Regions from separate parts of the Mus musculus genome. Here regions 1 and 3 are each linked to region 2. The links are chromatin contacts, called in public promoter capture Hi-C maps. All regions are on one chromosome and are shown on one strand. Each heading gives the region's core, a stretch centred on a gene start, on an enhancer-like site or on the middle of the called end of the contact. The rest is flanking DNA. Distances are from core to core; before and after follow the strand shown. Region 1 holds the start of Zfp7 (zinc finger protein 7). Region 2 holds the start of Fam227a (family with sequence similarity 227, member A). Region 3 holds the start of Polr3h (polymerase (RNA) III (DNA directed) polypeptide H).

The links. Promoter capture Hi-C pulls out the DNA fragments that hold promoters and counts their contacts.
Region 1: a promoter capture Hi-C map of liver shows a contact between it and region 2, with 2.2 times the contacts expected there. The contact joins the promoter of Zfp7 here to the promoter of Fam227a in region 2. A contact is called at or near these places in 2 of 39 promoter capture datasets (liver and pre-B cells).
Region 3: a promoter capture Hi-C map of pre-B cells shows a contact between it and region 2, with 2.7 times the contacts expected there. The contact joins the promoter of Polr3h here to the promoter of Fam227a in region 2. A contact is called at or near these places in 1 of 39 promoter capture datasets (pre-B cells) and 1 of 115 datasets of contacts at active chromatin or transcription factors (astrocytes).

The regions. Positions count from the first base shown.
Region 1 is chr15:76,877,473-76,882,364 of GRCm38.p6, reverse strand. Zfp7 (zinc finger protein 7) reads right to left here and starts at 3,112. Exons shown (of 5, transcript NM_145916.3): 1 at 3,012-3,112; 2 at 1,583-1,626; 3 at 1,127-1,253. The coding sequence starts at 1,585.
Region 2 is chr15:79,655,776-79,660,531 of GRCm38.p6, reverse strand. Fam227a (family with sequence similarity 227, member A) reads left to right here and starts at 1,576. Exons shown (of 18, transcript NM_029407.1): 1 at 1,576-1,851. Cby1 (chibby family member 1, beta catenin antagonist) reads right to left here and starts at 1,305. Exons shown (of 5, transcript NM_028634.3): 1 at 1,239-1,305.
Region 3 is chr15:81,923,428-81,928,118 of GRCm38.p6, reverse strand. It overlaps Polr3h (polymerase (RNA) III (DNA directed) polypeptide H), which reads left to right and starts at 1,906. Exons shown (of 6, transcript NM_030229.4): 1 at 1,906-2,333. The coding sequence starts at 2,223.

The DNA of each region.
Region 1 (4,892 bases), core at 1,863-4,362, 2.8 Mb after region 2:
TTTTTTTGTTGTTTTTTTGTTTTTTGAGACAGGGTTTCTCTGTGTAGCCCTGGCTGTCCTGGAACTCACTTTGTAGACCAGGCTGTCCTGGAACTCAGAAATCAGCCTGCCTCTGCCTCAGGAGTGCAGGGATTAAAGGCGTGCACACCATGCCTAGCCTGTTTGGTTTGTCTTCTTGCTTCCTTTTTGCTCTCTGTGGTGCTAGGCACTGACAGCTTTAAATGTGAGGCTCTACCATTGACCTGCATATCCTCCAGCTCTTACTACACCCTACTGACAAAACCTCACAAAACTGGATTTTGCCAGGCTGGATTGGATGAATGGTTACAGGCCTGCTCTAATGCTGAGAGAGGTACCCGGTAAACCAACTACACCCCATCCCTACCTCCCCTCTCCTGATCCACTAGCCCAGGCATCCTCAAGAACCCAGGACACTCTCTCCTGTTGTAGGTACCACCATCATGTGGGGTCAACTCTGAAGGCGACTCAGTAACAGGTGAGATGCACAGCTGCCAGCAAGTAAGACATTCCATTCTACCACAAAGGTGAAGCAAAATACAAAGCTGCCTGCGCTAGAGCAGCCTGCAGGGAAGGTAGCAAGAACAGGAGTCAAGTCTGATGGCAAGGCAGACTGAAAGCATTGACAGAGGTGTCACTGGTTCCAGAACAGGTTTCCCTGGAGATTCCTCACACTAACAAGGATCTTTCTTTTCCTTCCTTCCTTCCTTCCTTCCTTCCTTCCTTCCTTCCCCTCCCTCCCTCCCTCCCTCCCTCCCTCCCTCCCTCTCTCTCTTTCTTTCTTTCTTTCTTGGTTGTTGTTGTTTTGTTTAAGCTATTACTTCAAGTATGGGTTCCAGTTCTCACCTGATAATTTAACAGCATGGGAGAAACCGGTCTGACCGGTTCCCAGAGGTCCACTTACCTAGGGCTCTATCACCTAGGTGATGTGTGTAAAGCCTGGAGCTAGCCTGGCAAACTCAGATTCAAGGTTTAGCCCCCAAGGCCCAAGCAGTTAGCACCACACACACACACACACACACCCACCCCCCCACCCCCCCACCCACCCCCGTCTCTGACACGTGCCCGGGGTTTGGAGCAGACCTGGGGGGTGGGGGGGGAGCCTCACCTAGTCCTGCCACGCTGCTGTGGTTCTCCAGCATCACCTCCTTGTAGAGGGCCCTCTGACCAGAATCCAGACACTGCCACTCCTCTCGAGAGAAGTGCACAGCCACGTCGCCAAAGGTCACCGCCTCCTGTAAGGACACACACCAACATCCCTATAATATGGTATACCTCAAACAGGTATGGTATACCTCCAGCAGGACTGGATCCTTTTGGCTCTTAAACCTTATGAGAAAAGAAGGGACTTAATCCAAAGGAGTGACCTTATGCCCCTCCCCACTGAACAGACACAGCTAAACTCTGGTCTGGGCGGACATTTATTCACCCCCTCAGGGACCAGCCTGGCCAGAGCCACAGTAAGGGTCAAAGCTAGGTATGCGATCAGGCCCAGTGGAAAGGGTAGGATGTGGGGGCTTGACAGGAGTGGAGAGGGAATACAGGCAGCAGCCAGGCTCCCTACCATGAGATCTGGAGGGTGGGATCCGCTTGTCCTGAGTCAGACACCTGTGAGAAATCATAACGAGATCAGAGGTCAGAGGGGAGGAAGCTCCCCAGTTCCCAGGGTGACTGGAGGGGCTCTGTACCCCACTGCTTCTTTACCACCCAAGCCAGACGCACAGACACACCAGACTGGGCAAAGGCTGATATTTGAATATCAGCTCCTGAGCCTTCTTGTCTGTGTTGTGTGGGAGTAAGGGCTGGAGCCATGATGTACAGCTGCGGCAGGTGTGTGTGTGTGTGTGTTGTGTGTGTGTGTGTATAAAACACACCTTTAGTCTCTGAGTTCGAAGCCAGCCTAATCTACAGAATGAGTTCCAGGACAGTTAATGCTACTCAGAGAAATCCTGTCTCGATAAACCAAAAAATAAATGAATGAATGAATGAATAAATAAATAAATGGCTGCCATAGGCCACACATTCAACTGAACAACGAGGGAGACTTCATGGGACATCTAGTAGAAAGGACAACTAAGATCACATCAACAACAGTGCTGAAGTACGGGGGGACTAGTAAAGTGTTTAAATGAGAAACGCTGGTAAAGTTTAAAGGATGCCTTCCCCCAGGGACCTAGGCCAAGCTGGTGGCTGAGGTAGGAAACGCACTTCAGGATCTGAAAATGGGACCAAGTGAGCCAGTGTGTGAGCCAAAGGAGAGAAGATAAGGAAGAGTTAACTGGAGGCAGTAGCAGTCAGGTCCAGGAAAAAGAAAAAAAGGCCTTCAGAAGGAAAACAATCCCTGTTCACCTGTACCTAAATTCCAGAACGAGCTACAGCTGCCCTAAGTCACAAGGATGACGACAAAAAAGGATTCGAGAAGTCCCCTTCTGCTAAACCAAAGCCCTTGGGCCCCTCCTTGCACACACAAACACCCACCTTCAGGTCAAAATGGGAGAGAGGAAGCTACTTTCCCAGGTAGCTTTTGGCCCAGGTATCTGGCCACTGGCTAGACTGGCCAATTAGCAGTGAACACTAGAAAAGAATTCTCCTCTCAGACCCCAGCATTTGGACTACCAATGGGAAATCGCGGTCTCAGATACAGAAGAGCAAATCCTGAGATGCCTTCTGAGTCCGCAGGCGTGACCGACTCCAGGTCATTCAGGTGCAGAAATGAGAGAAGAGATAGTCCCAGAAAGTGATTACTCACGAGGAATGAGGGAGGTTGCACCCAGCCCCAGGCCTGGAGGGAAGCAGCCTTGCTCAGGTTCAACACTGGAGCCCGGGAGCAGGCTAGAAGAGCTGGGATGCTCGGCTATTCTACTCCGCTGGGATCACGTCTTCGGCCAGGCATTCACAACAGCACCGAGCCGCCCACGCCTTCCATCCTTTTGGGGAGTAAAAGCCAAGTGTCCCTTGCCCTAAAAACAAGGAAAGCGACTGCGCCTACTCACCTGCCCCGGCGCGTGGTGGATCCCAACAAGAGAGCCACCGGAAAGGGCTTTGCAAGCTTATCCCACTGTGCCCCACCCGGGCGACTTCCGCTCGCTGGCCAGCGCGCCCCGTTTGTTCTCTAACTCCGCCCCCCGCCAGGTTACAGGGGTGGGGGCGGGGCCAGAAGTTGTCACGGCCCATAAAGGGCTGGGCTAGAGACTGAGAGGCAGGGCCGGGAAGTGTGGCTGAAGGTCACCGAAGGCCAGGCACGACCAGGAGGCGGGGCCAGAGGATGCATTTCTGATGAGAAAGAGCCTACCCAACCACAGTCTCACTACCAACCCCAAAAAGCTTTACCAAAGGCTTTCCCTTACCAAAAATCCCTTTGGGTCCCTGAACCTTAATGATAAGAGTCTTGAGGAGAAGCCGGGTGTGGTGGCGCACACCTTTAATCCCAGCACTCAGGAGGCAGAGGCAGGTGGATTTATGGGTTCGAGGCCAGCCTGGTCTACAAAGTGAGTTCCAGGACAGCCAGGGCTACACAGAGAAACCCTGTCTCAAGAAACCAAAAAAAAAAAAAAAAAAAAAGCTGGGCGGTGGTGGCGTACGCCTTTAATCCCAGCACCTGGGAGGCAGAGGCAGGAGGATTTCTGAGTTTGAGGCCAGCCTGGTCTACAAAGTGAATTCCAGGACAGCCAGGGCTACACAGAGAAACCCTGTCTCGAAAAAACAAACAAACAAACAAAAAAAAGAGTCTTGAGGAGAAAGTACATCTTAACTTCTCAAGAATGCCAGCTACTAGCCGGGCAGTGGTGGCACATGCCTTTGATCCCAGCACTTGGGAGGGAGAGGCAAGCGGATTTCTGAGTTCGAGGCCAGCCTGGTCTACAGAGTGAGTTCCAGGACAGCCAGGGCTACACAGAGAAACCCTGTCTCGAAGAAAAAAAAAAAAAAAAAAGAATGCCAGCTACTGAATAAACCTGATTTTTTTCCTGTCAATTCTCCTTGCCCTAACATGTTCTTCAACTGTCAGAGAGCCTAGGCCTTTAGATTCTAGTAACAAGGAAACACTAGCATAGAGAGAGGGAGGTTGGCAGAACTAAGTGAAGGATGGAGTCACTGGTGATAAAGAAAATGTTTCAAGGAGGATAGAGGGCCTATTGTATCTGCACTACTGAGCGGGTGTGAGGGGAGAGGATATAGTCCTTGGAAAGTGGCAAAGAGGGAGCTATGAGAAAGGAGAGAGTGTGTATGCACATTCACATGCGTGTGTGTGTGTGTGTCTGTGCCTTGAGTGTGTGTATGTTTGTGGTTTGTGCATGTATGTGTAAATGTCTATGCTGTGTATGTGCTATTTGTGTGTGTGTGTGTGTGTGTGTGTGGTATATGTGTATGTGTCTGTGCCGTGTATGTGTGTATGTGTGTGGTATATGTGTATATGTGTGTGCCATGTGTGTATGTGTGTATAATATATGTGTATATGTGTGTGCCATGTATGTGTGTGTGTCTGTGTATGTGTGTATGTGGTGTATGTGTATATGTGTGTGCCGTATGTGTCTGTGTATATGTGTGCTGCCCCTTGATTTAAGTTTTTTTAATCTCCCATCTGAAGGCTTTTGGAGTCACATGATCATTATACTATGTCCAAAGTGAATGAAAAAAAAAAAAGGAAATAAAAAGAAAGGGACCTGTCTGCTCCTAAGGTACAGGTATGGTGGAGGAGAAAGCTTATTGTAGGGAGAGAGCACAGCCAGAGGCAGGAACATCTGGGGGAGTCCAGAGTGGACATGACCCTGAGTCATGTGAGGAGAGAGGAGATGATGGGGGATACCACGGACTAGACTCAGTCGGTCCCTCAACCCACTACTCAGGTGGGCAAGGGGTCAGCAAAAATGACAAAC
Region 2 (4,756 bases), core at 327-2,826:
GATGGGGTCTCTCACTGAACCTGGAGCTAGACTGGCGGCCAGCGAGCACAAGCAATCCTGTCTCCGCCACCAACAGTGTTAGCATTGCAGGGGTCCGAGCTTGTAGCAGGCTTTTTTTTTTTTTTTTTTTTTGGTTTTTCGAGATAGGGTTTCTCTGTGTAGCCCTGGCTGTCCTGGAACTTCACTTTGTAGACCAGGCTGGCCTCGAACTCAGAAATCCGCCTGCCTCTGCCTCCCGAGTGCTGGGATTAAAGGCGTGTGCCACCACGCGCCGGCTTGTGGTAGGCTTTTAACTGAGATGTTGGGGACTTGAATCCATGGTCTCACACTTGAGCAGCAAGTACCCACATTCACTGAGCCTTTTCTCTAGTCCCCTTCACAGATTTTTTTTTTTAAACACACACACATACACACACCGTTCAAGGTATCCTAGGGTTCTTTAGGGAAGCTCTCTCATAGAAGACTATGGGCCAAGAAAATTAAAGGTTTGCACTTGGTTCCCAACCAACCCTGTTGCTCACCCTCTGGGGAGTCCAACGTTTTATCATCCCCCAAGGGCCTCAAAGGCTTTGTTTGCTGTTGTTTTTAATGTGTCTGAGTGTTTTGCCTGGGATACCATGGTCGTGCCTTGTGTCTGCAGATTCTACAACTAGAGTTACTGGCGTTTGTGAGCTGGGAATCGAATCCCAGTTCTCTGCAACAGCAACCAGTTCTCTGAGACTCTGATCCATTTCTCCGGCCAGTGACGTCCCTTATTTATAATCACGAATGATAACAGCCTGCAGCTCGTAGGTTAAGAGTGCTTTCATGTTTACAAACTGTTGGGACATTTGATGCTCACCATGACCCTGAGAAGTAGATCAAATTGTCCCCCTTTACAGGGAAATGCACTTACTGTGCGAAGCTTTAGTTTGCATCAGGCTATAAAATACATTCTCTTCATTCTGACAAAAAATAAAGGAAGGAAGCATCTTTGGTTTTCACTGGATTCTCAAAGGGAAAGGTGTCTCGAAAAAGTTAAGAGCCAGCCAGTCTCACGGGTCACAAAACCCAAAGAGTTCTGTACGGGTTAGGAGAAGACCTTCAAAGGATGGGGTCAAAACACCATCTCCGAGTCTCCGTCGCAAGAGGTGCCCGCGGAGCATGCCACGGTCCAGCCTGCCCGCTTCTCCAGGGGTACCCGGGCATCCCACCCACCACTACTGGCACGGATATCCGCCCGCCGCTCCCAGAGGTACCTGTCTGCGAAGCCGGAATCCCGAGCTAGCCTGCAGCTTTCTGCAAGGATCTGCCCAGGCCGCGTCAACCGCCGCGACCGCGATTGGCCGGCGCCGGGCAACCATCGTGCGCATGCGCAGCCTCTCTGGCTTCTACCACTGAGAATGCAGAGGGAGCCAGCTCCGAGACGAGCCTCCGCGAAGCAGCGGAGCCCCTGCGGACTCTCTAAGGTTCACGAATAGAAGAAAGCCTTGGGCACGACTTCTGGAGATACACACATGCCTTGGGCACGACTTCTGGAGATACACACATGCCTTGTGGCATAGGCTGGGAGAGGCATGACCCCCTAAATACGTTGGTCTGGTCCCCGGGTCAGCGCCGCCGTCGTCATAGTAATCGTTTTCCTTGGCAACAAAGCAGGCCGAAAGCTGCTTTGTTGTGTTAAAAATGTTAAGTGGTGACCCAGGCTGGACTCACAGTAGCAAAATGGACCGACCTGCAGCTCCCCCGCCCCGGCCACAAAGCAAACCGCGCCCCTTGGGCCGCGGATGCTGGCGGACATCCGGAGCTTGGTCCGGTCACTGGAGGGGCTGGTGGCGGAACCCGCCCTGACGCTTCTGCCGAAGCTTTCAGGTAAGACAGACGGACAGATATGACGACTCCCTGCCAGTAGCAAACTGGCTCCTGCCAGTCTTGCCTCCTCCACACTCCCACAAGCAAGGGAAACTGAGGTCCAGGGAAGGTTGCCCAGTGTACAAGGGGTAGAGAACTGGAGAGTCAGCTCCAGGATTCCTCAAGTCCTAAGGACATTGTAGCTCGGTTTGGTAAATGAAGAAATGGCCATCCAGGAGGCGTTTCTTGGCTGCCTAGTGGGTGTACGAGGTCATCCCACCATAAAGGACAGGACCCAGCTCCAAGCAGTCTTCCTCCACCTTTGCCACACAGCGTTCGAAGAGAGAATTCCACATCAAAATCAACCATATCTAGTGTAGCAACCGCTACAGAAACATAAAGCAGAACACATTTGAAAGTTGCGATCATTCTAGAAGTTTTTTTGTTTGTTTGTTTGTTTGTATGTTTGTTTGTTTGCTTGTTTGTTTTTTTCGAGACAGGGTTTCTCTGTGTAGCCCTGGCTGTCCTGGAACTCAGTCTGTTGACCAGGCTGGCCTCAAACTCAGAAATCCGCCTGCCTCCCAAGTGCTGGGATTAAAGGCGTCCGCCACCACCGCCAGGCTCTAGAAGCTTTTTGATATTAAACCTTGTGCGCCCTCTACCGGTGCTATCCCCGAAGCACCTTTCGTATTTTGAGATAAAGTCTCCCTGGGTACTCCTTATCTCATCCTCCTGCCTCAGCCTCTCAGTGCTGGAATTACAGACACACACCCAGCCTGCCTTCAACCCCTACCCTTTTGCTTTGTTTGTTTTTTTTTTTTTAAGATTTATTTATTTATTTATTATATGTAAGTACACTGTAGCTGTCCTCAGACACTCCAGAAGAGGGAGTCAGATCTCGTTACGGATGGTTGTGAGCCACCATGTGGTTGCTGGGATTTGAACTTCGGACCTTCGGAAGAGCAGTCGGGTGCTCTTACCCACTGAGCCATCTCACCAGCCCCGCTTTGTTTGTTTGATATTTGAGACTGGGGCTCAATATGTAGTTCTGGCTGCTCTCCCAACTTACAAAAGTCCTCCCGCCTCTTTCTCCAGAGCGCTGGGATTAAAGGCTAGTGCTCCATACCCGGCCCTAGGCTTTTTAACAAGTCAATTCAAAACAGATTAAATTAACTTGACTATTGTTGCACTTAACTCGGTTTGTCCAAAATACGAATAAACAAATATTTTAAATTTTTACCATGTATTGGTTATTAATTTCTTTAGTCACGCTAACCAAATTTCAGAACTTTTGTTTTGGTGTGTGGCTAGTGGCCGTGGGGCTGGGCAGCATCCAGGAGTGTTTTCCTTCCAGCCTCGTTGCCCTCTGTCTGGGAGCTGTTTCTTCTCCCCATCAGCCAGTTAACTCCTGCTCTTCCTTCAGCACCTTGACCTCCGTAACTAGGTCAGAACAAACTGTTGCAGCACTTCAGAGGCAGAGGCAGGAGGAGCTCTGTGAGTTGGAGGCCAGCTCGGACTACATAGCAAGTGCCAGGCCAGCCAGGGCTACGTCATGGTGAGACACTGTCTCAAAAACAAAAACAACAACAACAAATACCCAAAACCACACTGTCACCTCATAACCCTATGTACTTTCTTTGGAAGCAGTCATGAGTTATATAATTCATCATTACATACAGAATTTTGATGAATTATACTTTATAATTATGTACTTATTTTAATTTTACAAGTCTACCTCAATAGCCCCACTAGGGCTATGGATCCAGTCTGGCTCAGTTTACCATCCTGTGCCCAGTTGGAGCACACTTTTTAGTCTGTGGGAAGTCCTCAGTAAATAGTCACCGAGTGGCTCGACGTTGATGGTGACGGAGGACCAGTACCGCAGTCTGCATTTCACATGCTATCAAATGCTAACTCTGAGCAGGGGATCGGCAGTCCCAGCTGCCACAATGCCCCAAGGGGAAGGGCTCCTCAGCTCCCACGCATCCACCCCCAGCACTTGGCACAGTGCTTGCCATAGCGCGGCTTTCAATGAAGCTTGCTTTCCCTCCTCTGCAGACAACGGCAGTAGAAAGCTTACCGGGCCCCAGAGCACACGTATCCTTAAATGGTAGGAGGGAGAATTCAGCCCGGAGCGATGTGTGTATTTTAAACATTCCTCTTTAGAAACTACTCAGTTGTCCCATTAGGTGTGAGTAATAGCATTCGGCTAAAGCTGGAAGCTTCCTGACAGCATCATCAGAGTCTAGAACATAGTGTAATTTTCCAGCCATTCTGGGGAATGGGTAGGAGGACAAGGAGAAGCCCTGAGATGCACCTGCCTCTTCTCATCTCCTGCTGCTTGGCCTGTGAGGGTAAGAGCAGGAGGCAAGAAACGGTACTGGCCTGGGGTCTGAGTCAGCCTTTCCTTCCACCCAACCAACTTGGAGCAGTACAGGGGTCGGAGATGGAGGGATATCTGCAACCACAGGGCCGCAGAGTAGTGATCAGAGGGAGATATGAAGGCAGTTTGGTTCAACAGGACTCAGTAGCTGGTGTCCATTCAAACTTAGAATCTGACCCTGAATAGTTTATTTTAGGCATCTTTGTACACAGCACAATTTGTTTAAAAAAAAAATCCTGGTGATAAATAGCTCAATCCCATGTGCATAGCAAGGCTTAAGGTAGGATATCTCAAAGTAACGTACAAAGCAAAGTACAGGTGAGATCTTCCATAAAGATGGGTTTTATGGATAACTGGGAAAACAGGCTCAAGATAAGGAAGTCTTCTGGAAGACTAGTCTATAGACGACTGAAACAGACAAGGTCAAGAAAGGGTCTGGGGGAATCTCTGTGGTCTATGGCCTGGTCACACAGTTAGCACTAAGGTCACCATGCTAATGAACTAACTATACCAGTGCCTTCTGGGTAAGAAAACAGGTTATAT
Region 3 (4,691 bases), core at 657-3,156, 2.3 Mb before region 2:
TTTCATCACATAAACCATAAACCAAAACTTCGTGCTAACAAATTGTTGAGCTGAATACCACAAAAGAGCACTGGACTGAATTCTGAAACCCTAGGTTCCACAGTCCACTGGCCTGGCCCCTCTCCAGCTTCCCATGCAGTTAATATCTAAGCCCTCAGGCTGTGGTTTGGCTGTTTCTGTCTCTGAGCCTAAGCTGTCCAGCTTCTCAGCGCCTAGGACCTCCTCACACTGACCAGCGTTGCTGCCTCCTGCTGCCAGCCTGTACCTCCTCCTTTCCAGAAGGCCACATAATAACCGTTCACCCAGCTGATGTGTCACTGTGTGTCATTTCCAGGATTCCATTCCCAACACCCACATGGTGGCTCACAATTCAATGGTCCTGGGGATCAGAGGTTCTCTTCTGATTCTCTCTCTCTCTCTCTCTCTCTCTCTCTCTCTCTCTCTCACACACACACACACACACACACACACACAGATGCAGGCAAAACACTTCATATACATAGAAATGTAAAACAAGTTACTTACTGATATTATGAAGATCATTGCTAATCAATTCTTACCTCTCCTGTCAATTCCCTGAAATACTTTGTTTCTAGAAAGGCACACTGTTGTCTTACATGTGTTATGAGACTGGGTTTCTCTGTGTAGCCCTGTCTGTCCTGCAGCTTGCTTTGTAGACCAGGCTGGCCTCAAATTCGAATTCAGAGAGATCCTCCTGCCTCTGCATTCTAATTGTTTGGATGAAAGGTGTGTGCCATCAACGCCCAGCCCAAAATGCCTTATTTTTTTTCTCCTCATTTTTTTTTTGGGTGGGGGAGGGAGTGTGTTCTGTATAGCCTTGACTATCTTGTACTCTCTTGGTAGACCAGGTTTGTCTTAACTCTCAGAAATTTGACAGTCTCTGCCCCTCCCAACTGCTGGGATTAAAAGTGTGCAGCAAGAAAATTTTTCTATTTTGTTTTTTTGAGACAGGATTATTCTGTTCAGTCCTGGTTGTCCAGAAACTTGCTCTGTAGACTGGGCTGGCCTCAAACTCTGAGATCCGTTTGCCTCTGCCTCCCAAGTGCTAGGATTAAAGACGTGTGTCACCATCATTGTTAGGCACCCCCCTTTTTCTTTTTAGAAAGAGTCTCAAACAAACAAAAAGTCTTTTGTACCTCAGGCTAGACTTGAATTCACTATGTAGCTGATCTGTGTTTTTTGTTTTTTGTTTCTTTTTGGTTTTTCGAGACAGAGTTTTTCTGTGTAGCCCTGGCTGTCCTGGAACTCACTCTGTAGACCAAGCTGGCCTCGAATTCAGAAATTCGCCTGCCTCTGCCTCCCAAATGCTGGGATTAAAGGCGTGCGCCAGCACTGCCCGGCCACAGGATCTCATTTGGTAACTCAGGCTGGTCTTGAACTTGCAGTGATTGTCCAGCCTCACCCTCTCTTGCGCTGGTATTACAAGCGTGAGTCTGTTTCAGCTGTTTAAGCTTTGTGTGCTGAGCTTTGGTGAGCATATCCATCAAATGCACCACTTAAAATGACATCATCCAGGAAGGCCCGGCGACCCTTTTCTGCCCACTCTCTTGGGTACTTTGTCTGGAGTAAAGACTATTTTGAACGTGTTAAATTTGTATTTTCAAAGGGTCTATCTGGCTGTTGTGCAAAAGAAAGACAATCAGGCTTGAAGTGCAGACTTGTCGCCTAGCAACCAGACTCTCTCAGGGGCCCGGGGTTGGCTTGCTTCAGGATGGGGCCCCGCCCTTTCGGCACTCTACCCCGCCCCTCTTCTCTCACTTGCGGGAGAGTGCTGGCGGCCCCGCCCACCTTCCGGCCCCGCCCCTCACGGGAGCCTCGCGAAGCTCTGCGACCCGCAGGGGCGGGCAGATGCTTCTTATTGGTCAGTTTTCCGGAAGCTGAGTTGATTTGGTTTGGCAAGCGCAGCGTTGCTGGACGCGCGTGGCTCCCGCGCGTGGTGCGGACGGAACGAGGCCAGGGTGGCATCCGGGGACGGGGAGCCGGCGCTCCTCCAAGGCTGGCGGGAGCGGGCCTCAGTTTCCTCCGGGAGACGAGCGTAGCTTCCAGAATTGGAGCCCAGGCCCTCCCGCGCAGCTCGGCTGCAGGTTTGGCTTGTCAGAGGCTGAGAAGGGACGGAGGAGGCTCGGGTCCCCCCCACCCCATCACAGCTCGCAGGCCCCCGTGCTTGGCAGCCTCTCCGGTCTCCAGAGCCCTAGCGCAGGATGTTCGTGCTGGTGGAGATGGTGGACACCGTGCGCATACCCCCGTGGCAGTTTGAGCGGAAACTCAACGATTCCATTGCTGAGGAGCTGAACAAGAAATTGGCCAACAAGGTACTGGGCCCTCGGGCTGCCCGGCAGTGTCCCTACCGGTCCCACTGCTAGTCTGGCTATCGCCTGGTTCACCCTTGGCCTTGCACACTTAACTTCATGTCGGGGTTTTTTTCCTTCGCATCCTTATAAACCAGACTTGGGTGACAACGTGTACACAAGGGAGTAAATGGGCCGGGCGAGGTAGTGCACACCCGTAATCCGAGCTTCTTGGCTATTGAGGCTTTTTGACGATCCTGTGTTCGAGGCCAGCGTGGGCAATATAGTTAGCCCTTGACTCAGACAAATTAAAAGCACCGAAGCTGCTGGCGGTAGCGCATGCCTTTAATCCCATAACTCAGGAGGCAGAAGCAGGCGGATTTCTGTGAATTCGAGGCCAGCCTGGTCTACAGAGGGAGTGCTAGAACAGCCAAGGCTACAACGGAGAAACCCTGCCTCAAAAGAAACAAAAAGCATCAGGATGCTGAACAGTGCTTGAATTTGCTTGACATTCGCGGAGTCACTGGTTCGGTTCTCAGGATTGCCAGAAAACAAAACGGAGAGAGCGTGTGTACAAAATGGGTTTGTAAAACAGAAACTGGAATATGCCTGTTTCCTCGTTCAATTACTGTGTTGTCTTGGCCAAGTCACCCTCTCTGGGCCTCGGTTTGTGTTATCTGTGTTGCCCACAGTGTGAGAGTAGAGGTGAGAGGATAAGCGTGCGGGTCTCTAGAATTGAACTCAGCTTTCAGCTTTAGAGGGAGGCAGCTGTACCGGCTGAGCCAGCTCAGTAGCCCCTTTCTTGTATTCATTTGGTTACTGTGTTTCCCTTTCTATGACTACAGGGGCCTTCTCGGACTTTCACTCTCTCCAATGGGAGACACAGGCTCTGCCCTTGTAGCCTAGTGAGAAGAAGTTGGCTTGAGAATGTCTTGTTGTAATGAGCTGGGGTAAATGCCATGAAGGACAGGCATTCACAGAGTGGGGAACAGGGGAGTGTCACCCGGGATGAAAGAGATGGGTGACTTCTGAGGAAACAGCCATTGCTCTGAGAGCTGATGGTGGGAAGACACCAAGTAATGCCTCGGACAGGCCTTTCTGTGAACTTTTCACTTTGGGACTGTGTCCAGGCTTTTGGGCCTGTCAAGCGGGTCACTACTGGAATGGATGTAGCAAAGTAGAGAGACTCTGTTTCGATGGTTGGAGTAGGTTGGGTGTAGAGCTGTGGAGGCAGTGCATTTAGCATGTGCAAAGGTCCTGAGGCAGGAGAGGCACAGAATGCTGGTGTAGCTGGAACGGAAATGTAGACGGAAGCCAGACCACAGAGCCCTGGAGGGCCTTATAGTCCAAGCTGTTCTTTACGGGTCGGTAGGATGTGATCTTCAGAGAGCCAGAAAGAAAGAGCGAGTTTGGCTTTTACAGGAGACAGGTAGTCCCTTATAGGAGACTGAGGCCCTAGGAGAAGGTACACACACAGATCTGAGGCTTGTCACATGGAGGAGGAGAGAGCTCACTGACAATCCTTTAATTTTTTTTGAGACAATCTCACTATGTAGCCTTGGCTGGCCTGGAACTTGCTATAGTCTACGTTGCCCTTCCAATCCCAGAGAACCATCTGCCTCTGCCACCCAGGTGCTAGGATTGAAGGTGCGTGTCACACCCAGTCTTAGTTGCTGCACTAGTGCTGTGAGGAAATACCATGAGCAAGGTGACAAGAGAAAGCATTTTACTGGGGGCTTACTGTTGCGGAGGTTGTCCTTCAGCATTGTGGTGGAAGCGTGCTGGCACACGTGGTGTTGGAGTAGGATCTGAGAGCTATGTCCTCCACTGCCAAGGGAGTAACGCTCGCCTGCTGTGGGTCTGTGAAACCTTAAAGCCCACTCCCACTGACACAAGAAGGCCATACCTTCTTTCTAATCTTTCTCAAGTTGTGTCCCTCTCCGATGACTTAAGCATTCACATTTATGGGCCTGTGGAGGTCACACTTAGTCAGCCATGACATCCAGGTCTGTCTGTCTGTGTCTGTCTGTCTGTCTTGTCTTTCTTTTTTTCTTTCTTTCATTACATGGATTTATTTTGAATGTGGGTGTATATACCACAGCACACATGAATAGGCCACGGCACAGCTCATAAGGAGAAAGGGGTCCTGGGATCTACCTTGACTGCTGAACCATTTTGCCAATACCATCTCCCCACATCTCATGGGACTTGAATTCACTTTACATCCACTGTGTAACCAAAGATGGCTTTGGACTTCGGATACCCCTGCCTCCCCCTCTCAGCTGCAGGGATTACAGGCAGAGATCACCATGCCCGGGTGAGGTCAGTTCACTGGATCCTGAGAGAGAAACCTCCACAGATGACGACTGCTGGGAGCTCTGC